Regions from separate parts of the Mus musculus genome. Here region 1 is linked to region 2. A link is a contact called in public HiChIP or PLAC-seq data. All regions are on one chromosome and are shown on one strand. Each heading gives the region's core, a stretch centred on a gene start, on an enhancer-like site or on the middle of the called end of the contact. The rest is flanking DNA. Distances are from core to core; before and after follow the strand shown.

Region 1 (3,520 bases), core at 598-3,097, 190 kb after region 2:
GAGGCATCTTCCCCCTGAGACCTTAACAGAATTCTTGTAGAATTCTCTACTGAATATATGTAACCAGAGTCACTCTGTTCAGAGTTTTCTGTGCTTCTTCCTTGATTATGAAATGCCTTGTTCCTATACTGTCTTCAGCTACTTGGAATCCTGGAGACAGCATTCCTAGTGTGCTATTTGTTCAGGAGAGCAATCTACTGAACCTGCCATCTACTTTCATAGCATCCGGGGAAATTTTCTTCCCTAAGGACTCCTGTCCAGGTGGACAGAAAAACCAAACCATCCCCTTTCCTTAAAAAAAATCTTTCTTCTATACATTTGGAGGTAGCAATTTTAGTATTTTACTAATAGCAGCAATTATTCTTTTTTATTTACCATAAGCAGTTGATAGTACTCTTATTTTATGACTTTTCTTCCTAGTTTATGATAATATTCCTTTTTTTCCAATGATAATGTCATAAGCCTCATTTTCCCTTCTGTTAGGTCTTGATTATTCCCCAACAGGCTGATATTTAAAATAAAAACATTTAAAACTTTATCTTAGCATAACAGTTAATATGACTGCATGCATAGAAGAGAAAATAAGCCTATAGAAACTGTTAATGTTATCCCACACACATTAAGTCTAATGCAGCTTATCTAGCTAGCAGTTGCCCTTCAGGGTTGATCTGATGGTAAAGTCAAATCTTGGTTCTTAAAAGGTAAAATAAATAAGAGGATGGGCAACTCAGAATCAGCATTTCACTGTTAGGGCAGGGCTAACATTCAAGGGTCATTTGTATCTGACAGAAAAGATAACCAGGGAAGTTCTATACCCTTTGTGTAAGAGTCAACTCTAAATTATCCCTATTGATTTGCTTGCTATTTTTGTCTTTATTGCTTTGTCAATGACCTACAACAGCTGCATATTTAAGGGGTACAACGTGGTGTCTTGATTTATGTGTTTACTGTGTATAATTTTTAAGTATTTATTTTATTTGTTGCTATTATACTGTAATTACATCATTACCTGTTACCAATTTCTCCCTCTAAGCCCTCCCATGTACTCCATGTCCCTTCCTGTCTTTCAAATTCATGGCCTCTTTTTTTTTTAATTTTTCTTACACACACACACATACACACACACACACAAGCTTTCATACATAAACACGACCTGTTCAGTCTGTATTATGATCCTTGTATGTGTAAGTTTTCAGGGCAGACCATTCGGTGTTGGAGAACCAATTGATACACTCTTCCCTGGGGAAGGCTATTTCTTCAGCTCTCAGCATTCCTTAGTTGCCTGCAGTTCTTTGTGTAGGATTAAAACATCATGACCTTTCCCCCATATACATTAGCATGTCTACTGGTGTAATCCTTGTTGTCCTTGTTTAGGTCAGGTTTATGCTGCCATGTTGATGGACTTCATGGCTATAGCCTCTGACATTACTAGGAGACAGACTCTCACAGCAAACTCCCTGACTCTGTCTCCTACAGTCTTTGTACTCCTTTCACAGTGATCCCTGAGCCTAAAGTACAGGAGTGATAGTGTAGATATAACAAGTACGTCAATCAAAATTGAGCATATACTTGAACCAACTCTCAAAAGGGCCCCATTCTCATGTCTATTATATCACCATTTGTAGTTAGGAGATAAAATCATCCTAAATAGCCATAATGCTGAGTGGATATGCGGGTAGAATTTGTATATACAATGGAAAGCTACTTGGCCATAAAGAAGGATGACATTCTGTCATTTGTGACAACATGGAGAGACTGGAAGTCGTTATATCGTTATTGTTGTATAACATGCCAGAAGCCAGGTGCCTGGTGCAGATAATTAACTAATTACCCAGAAGATGCTTATGCAACTCCACTCTAGGTTATCAGTTTAAAACAGGAGGCAGAAGCTAGATCAGGCCACAGGAAGTGGCACTGGCTTCTGTCAGCTTCTAGGAGGAAGCTGGAGGGGAAGATAGAGGAAAACCTTGGCTGCCAGCCTAAGCTGACAGTTCCTGGGAAACAAAAATCGTCACATTAGGATTCAGTCCTAGCTTCCCAGCTTTAGTGTGTGCTGAACCACCTGCAGGCCCCTTCCCTGCCTTTGCATGTGAGGGCATCCGCTCATCTTTCAGGTTTCAGCTAAGAAACATACCCCTGGACCAATTTCTGCCCAAAGTGAATCCAGGACTCCCAAGGGCTGAGCAGAAATGGAAGCAGGTAAGACCATCTGAAGGGCAAGAGAGGAAAGGACCCTCCCCCAAGTTGTCTGTCCCCACCAACACTGCTTAACTTGTCTCTAGGTTCAACCATACCTCAGACACACCCTTCTGTTTTCTGTCCTGTAAGATTTTTAATTTCTGCCGGCTCATTATCCTAATTGGTTATGGTTTTTAATAGCACACACAAAAAGTTATCATACCACAAAGTAAATCATTAGCTAGAGGAACAGAAACAATAGAGGAGAAGACATTGAAGCAGAGAAGAGTGCTTGAGCTGTAGTTACCACAGAAATACAAATGTACAAAAGAACTGGAACTTAAATAGTGCGAGGAGTGGTTATGTAAGTGAAAGGGAAGAAGAGAAATGTTACTGAGAAGTTACTTCTGCAAGCCAGGAGGTACAGGGTGAATCCATCAATCATATTACAAAGGAGCACCACCGGGCCTCTGGGGAGATACTTTGTAAATCCAACAGACTACTAACACTTCTGTAGACCACAGGCTGGCATGAAAGCACTAAAAAGATGTAGGTAATTTCCAAGGTCAGTCAAAACCACCACTTACCATTTAATGAAAGTTTTAAACACTACAAATGCCCCCATTTTCTCCCCATCTTTTATGGTTTAGCAATAAGGAAAGGCTGTCCATCATGGTAGTCCATTCCTTAATGAGCCCTCTCTGACTCTTTAGGACTTTACAAAGAATAAAGGAATGGGAGCAAATGCAAATGTTTTACTAGCCTCTCTAAAAGAATAACATTAAAGAGACACACTACCCAGTAATGAAAATGGCTGACTTAAAGGAAATCTCATTCTCAGGAAGACCAACTATAGAACAATCAACAGTAACAGGCTTTATGTCCAAATGGGAGAGCAGGAGAAAGGTGTAGTATGCTTACCCTTGGTTAATAAGGCTTATACTGACACAATGGGGCCTAGGGGTGCTCAAAAGGCAGAGTTTAAGAAAAAATTATGCCTTTCTAAATAATAATTAATGGCAGTATTTTTTATTCACAAAGTACCACAGAAAACATCTTCCCTTCTGATCCCATTAATTCGCTACACAGAAACCTAAGCCAGGAAGAAAGGTCAAAGGGCTGCTAAACCTATGACATCACATCTGAAGCAATGTGAAAGCTGTTTTGTTCTGCACAAAACACCCTAGAGCCTCAGTTCCCTAGCTGCTGTCTAAACAAGAGCTGTTGTGCAGGCCCTAGGAGAAGAAATGCTCCTAAATTGTGAAGCTTGAGAGCTTCTCAAACCAGGAGATAGAGTCTGAGAACTAAAGCCTTACAGTCCTTAGTCAGACAGAAAGCTGAG
Region 2 (3,764 bases), core at 440-2,939:
TTTTCAATTCTATACCAAAAGTCCCCATACCCCCCCACTCCCCTACCCACCCACTCCCCCTTTTTGGCCCTGGCATTCCCCTGTACTGGGGCATATAAAGTTTGCAAGTCCAATGGGCCTCTCTTTGCAGTGATGGCCGAACAGTAACAGTAACAGTAACATTCCCCCTTCTGCTACTTGTGATTTCAAGGATCATAACAATTCCACTTAGATAATATGTCGTTCCTAGACCCCATAAGACTTACCTTTTAAGATTCCTACATTTGGTTACATGTGCCAGGGCAGGTTGGTAGCATAGGAAGGGGAGACTTGGGGGAGGGGTTGTATTAGGGTGTGACTGGGAGAAGAGGAGGGAGGTGGGCTTCAATCAGGACGTAAAGTAAGTAAATAATGAAAATGTTTACAAAAAGATTTTTCCAGAGTGCATTTGGTCGTGTCACAGTGAAGCAGACAAGTCTGCTATCTACTTCTCATCCCACCTACACTTTCTGAGAGCCTTACTTAAAGTTGCTTATTGCCTCCTCAGAAGACTAGCAACTATCTTTCTTCTAACACATTCTACCATAATAACCTTGTTGGGTATTAGAGAATAAGGAGGTACGCAGGTGTATTTAAGCTTCCAGTGTTTTCAAGGTAGGGCAGTGTTTTCCTTCTGGCTGTCAGGCAGTGTGAAAGATAGGGCTCACTAACTGCTTTGTGCTGTAAACGAGGGTTGTTAATCAAGGGCAAGATCAAAATGTAAAAGGTAGTGGTCTTCTCAAGGATCTGGGTTCAGCTCACAGTATCCACATCAGATAGCTCACAACTATCTGTAACACTAGCTCCAGGGCCTCGGATACTATATCTCTTCTGGCCTCCATGGGAATCTGCACTCATGTAGAGCACACACAGACACCCCCCACACCCCTCCCCCCCACAAGGCACACATAAACACAGCACACTTAAAGAAAATAGAACTTTTCTGATAAAATCATTTATATACTAGAGAAGACAGCATACAGGTAAACAAAATAACTATATGATAGGCACATCAGCCTGAATCAGCCTAAGCAGTCAGACAATAGAAGGAAATGCATCTCCACCTGACGGGAGTTACAGATAGCTTGGGAGGTGTCTTACCAGGACTGAAGACTCAGTGGGTGTTTCTTTCTTTTTTTTTTTTTAATTAGGTATTTTCTTCATTTACATTTTCAATGCTATCCCAAAGGTCCCCCATACCCACTCCCCAATCCCCTACCCACCCACTCCCCCTTTTTGGCCCTGGCGTTCCCCTGTACTGGGGCATATAAAGTTTGCAAGTCCAATGGGCCTCTCTTTGCAGTGATGGCCGACTAGGCCATCTTTTGATACATATGCAGCTAAAGACAAGAGCTCCCGGGTACTGGTTAGTTCATATTGTTGTTCCACCTATAGGGTTGCAGTTCCAGTGGGTGTTTCTTAAGACTACATAATCAGAGAGCATACCGAAGAAAGATGGCAGAATACACGAAGACACTGAAAAGAGCAAAACAAACACAGACCAGCTTTTTGAGGGTGGGCAGATGTTACAGAGTTGAAAAAGAATAGATTGCAGAAGTATGTGGGTGTGTGAAAGAAGTGGGAGATAAGACTGGAGACTCACTGGGGGCCGTGCCTCATGTGCCCACTAGGTCATCCTCACAGGCATGACTTTATCCTGGGCCACAGTGAAGTGAAGTCAGTTTATTGTTTTAACAGAGGAGAGATAAGGCCTTAGGAGAATCACCGCATAGCAAAGTAACACATGGGCAGATGACAGGAAATGAGATCAGGAATCATCAGGAAGGAAGGCCCTGGAACAACAGGAAGAGGTAAAGCTCTTAAGATGGTAGCCACAGATAAGATAAGGGAAAAAAGAGTTTGGCAAGGACTTGGCGGGTGACTGGAACTCTGGGGGAGCTGGGGCAGACATAAAACATAATTCTAGCTACAGGTGAGAAATCAGTTAAGAACTGAACATATTTATTTTAGCAGCCAAGTAAGTAGGCTTATGTCACTAGGTAAACTTTCATAGAGATATTGATTTGCAGATTTCCACCCTATAAATTAAAGCTTCAGATGTGGGTGAGATAACCTAGAAAGAGTGTTTTACCAAGGAAGTGGGAGCTCAGTATACCCAAAACACAGTTCCTAACTTTCATGATATGGAAGGGACCTCAGCATCCCTTGGTGTGAAATAGGAAGATATGCAGCCAGGCGTGACAATGTGCATGAATCTGAGAAATTTTTGCTAAGGAAAATCAGCCAAATACTAAAATACAAATATTGCATTCTCACTTATATGTGGAATCTAAAACAAAACAAAACAGAAAAGCAGAAAAGGAAGCAGAGAATAGAATGGCGGTTACCATGGTCTGGAAGAAGGAGGGGATGGAAGGGATGAGAAAGGAGCAGATGTTCATTTAAAGGTACCAAGTATCAGACTGGAAATATTTTAGTGACCAATTGTTTTATATGGTGATCATGATCAACAATATCATGTATTTCAAAGTACTTAAGATATTTTTAATATTCTTATCACACATATGAGTGCACACAAATGAGGTGCTTGGACATCAATCATCTTTATTAAATCTATAATGTATAAAAAAGCAAAACATTAAATTATTTGTCATATTATTAGTCATTTGAAATAGATACAGGAATAGATGAATAAATGGAAGATAGATAGATAGATAAATAGATAGATAGATGATAGATAGATAGATAGATAGATAGATAGATAGATAGATACCTATCATGTTAACAGGGGGGTATATATACCTTCAGACACAGTGTGCATGGATCTTCAAAAGAGGACTGAGATGTGTCCGTGACAGGAGGACTCAGAGGCAGAAGGTAGTGATGTCAGAGAACCAGTGTGAAACGAAAAATACCTCTTAAAGGTTTGATAAGAAGAGGATCAAAGCATCCCAGGGAATGGGGCAAGGATCTCCTTAGCAATCACACCAATAGTGGCTTCAGAGAAGTGGCAGGGTTACAAGCCAGGCTGAAGTCAACCTGAAAGCTCATGGCCATCAAAGTTGCAGCAGAGAAATGAGTAGATTTCTTCCATTTTGCAACTGTCAAGTTTACCTCAGGACCTTTGCCTCATTTCTTCCATGTCTTAGATCTTCCCCAGATACCAACATAGCTAGATTCTTCCTATAATGTAGGTCTCAACTCAGTAGGCACTTCCCTAGACAGGCCTCTGTTTCACCCTCTGAACCTCTTAATCCCTGCCCCAGCCACTCCACCACATCTCCATTATTCAAGCTCCTTAACTACCTACAGGCCACCTGCCTGTTCATTACTGCTCCTCTGACTAGAGGGTCGGCATTTTAAAAGCCAGCCTATGTTTCTGAAACACAATAAAGATTTGTTACACAGATGGCACAGAGAAGATGGGGGATGTGTTTGACTAGAAAGGGAACAAATACAATTGGGCAGAATGTAGAGGGAGTGGCAAAAAGACAGATGGAGAAACAATTTCTAATGCTGAAGTAAAGGAGCAAAGAGTAACTAATGAGAACACAGGGGTAGACGGAGGAACTGACAGGTAGATGGCTCCACAACCCAGAAAAGCACTTGGTAAAGACATGTAATTATCTAGAACCTCACACAGGACACAAATGGGAACACAGGGGATCAGAATTTGGAGCAACAGATAAGGAATTAAAGGTGGTAAAATGGGCATAAGAGGAGTGCTGTTAGTGGGTTGGCATAGTGACACTAGGTAGAAATGGCAGATCTTTCTTTGATCTCAT

The links. HiChIP or PLAC-seq counts read pairs in DNA pulled down with a chosen protein or histone mark.
Region 1: a contact with region 2 is called in an H3K27ac HiChIP or PLAC-seq map of the HPC-7 cell line, with 6 times the contacts expected there. The contact joins two enhancer-like sites. A contact is called at or near these places in 1 of 15 datasets of contacts at CTCF or cohesin (the NIH/3T3 cell line), 1 of 484 Hi-C or Micro-C datasets (the HPC-7 cell line) and 2 of 115 datasets of contacts at active chromatin or transcription factors (the HPC-7 cell line and embryonic stem cells).

What each region holds. Positions count from the first base shown.
Region 1 is chr8:68,604,989-68,608,508 of GRCm38.p6, forward strand. All of the region lies in intron 2 of Csgalnact1 (chondroitin sulfate N-acetylgalactosaminyltransferase 1), which reads right to left. Among named protein-coding and RNA genes, the nearest start is that of Csgalnact1, 130 kb to the right of the region's middle. Within about 2 kb of position 1,848, at least 40 of the 459 cell types and tissues checked have an H3K27ac peak or open chromatin away from gene starts, as enhancers often do. A contact at or near this core is called in the HPC-7 cell line, where this site is marked.
Region 2 is chr8:68,415,097-68,418,860 of GRCm38.p6, forward strand. All of the region lies in intron 4 of Csgalnact1 (chondroitin sulfate N-acetylgalactosaminyltransferase 1), which reads right to left. Among named protein-coding and RNA genes, the nearest start is that of 1700125H03Rik, 49 kb to the left of the region's middle. Within about 2 kb of position 1,690, at least 12 of the 459 cell types and tissues checked have an H3K27ac peak or open chromatin away from gene starts, as enhancers often do. A contact at or near this core is called in the HPC-7 cell line, where this site is marked.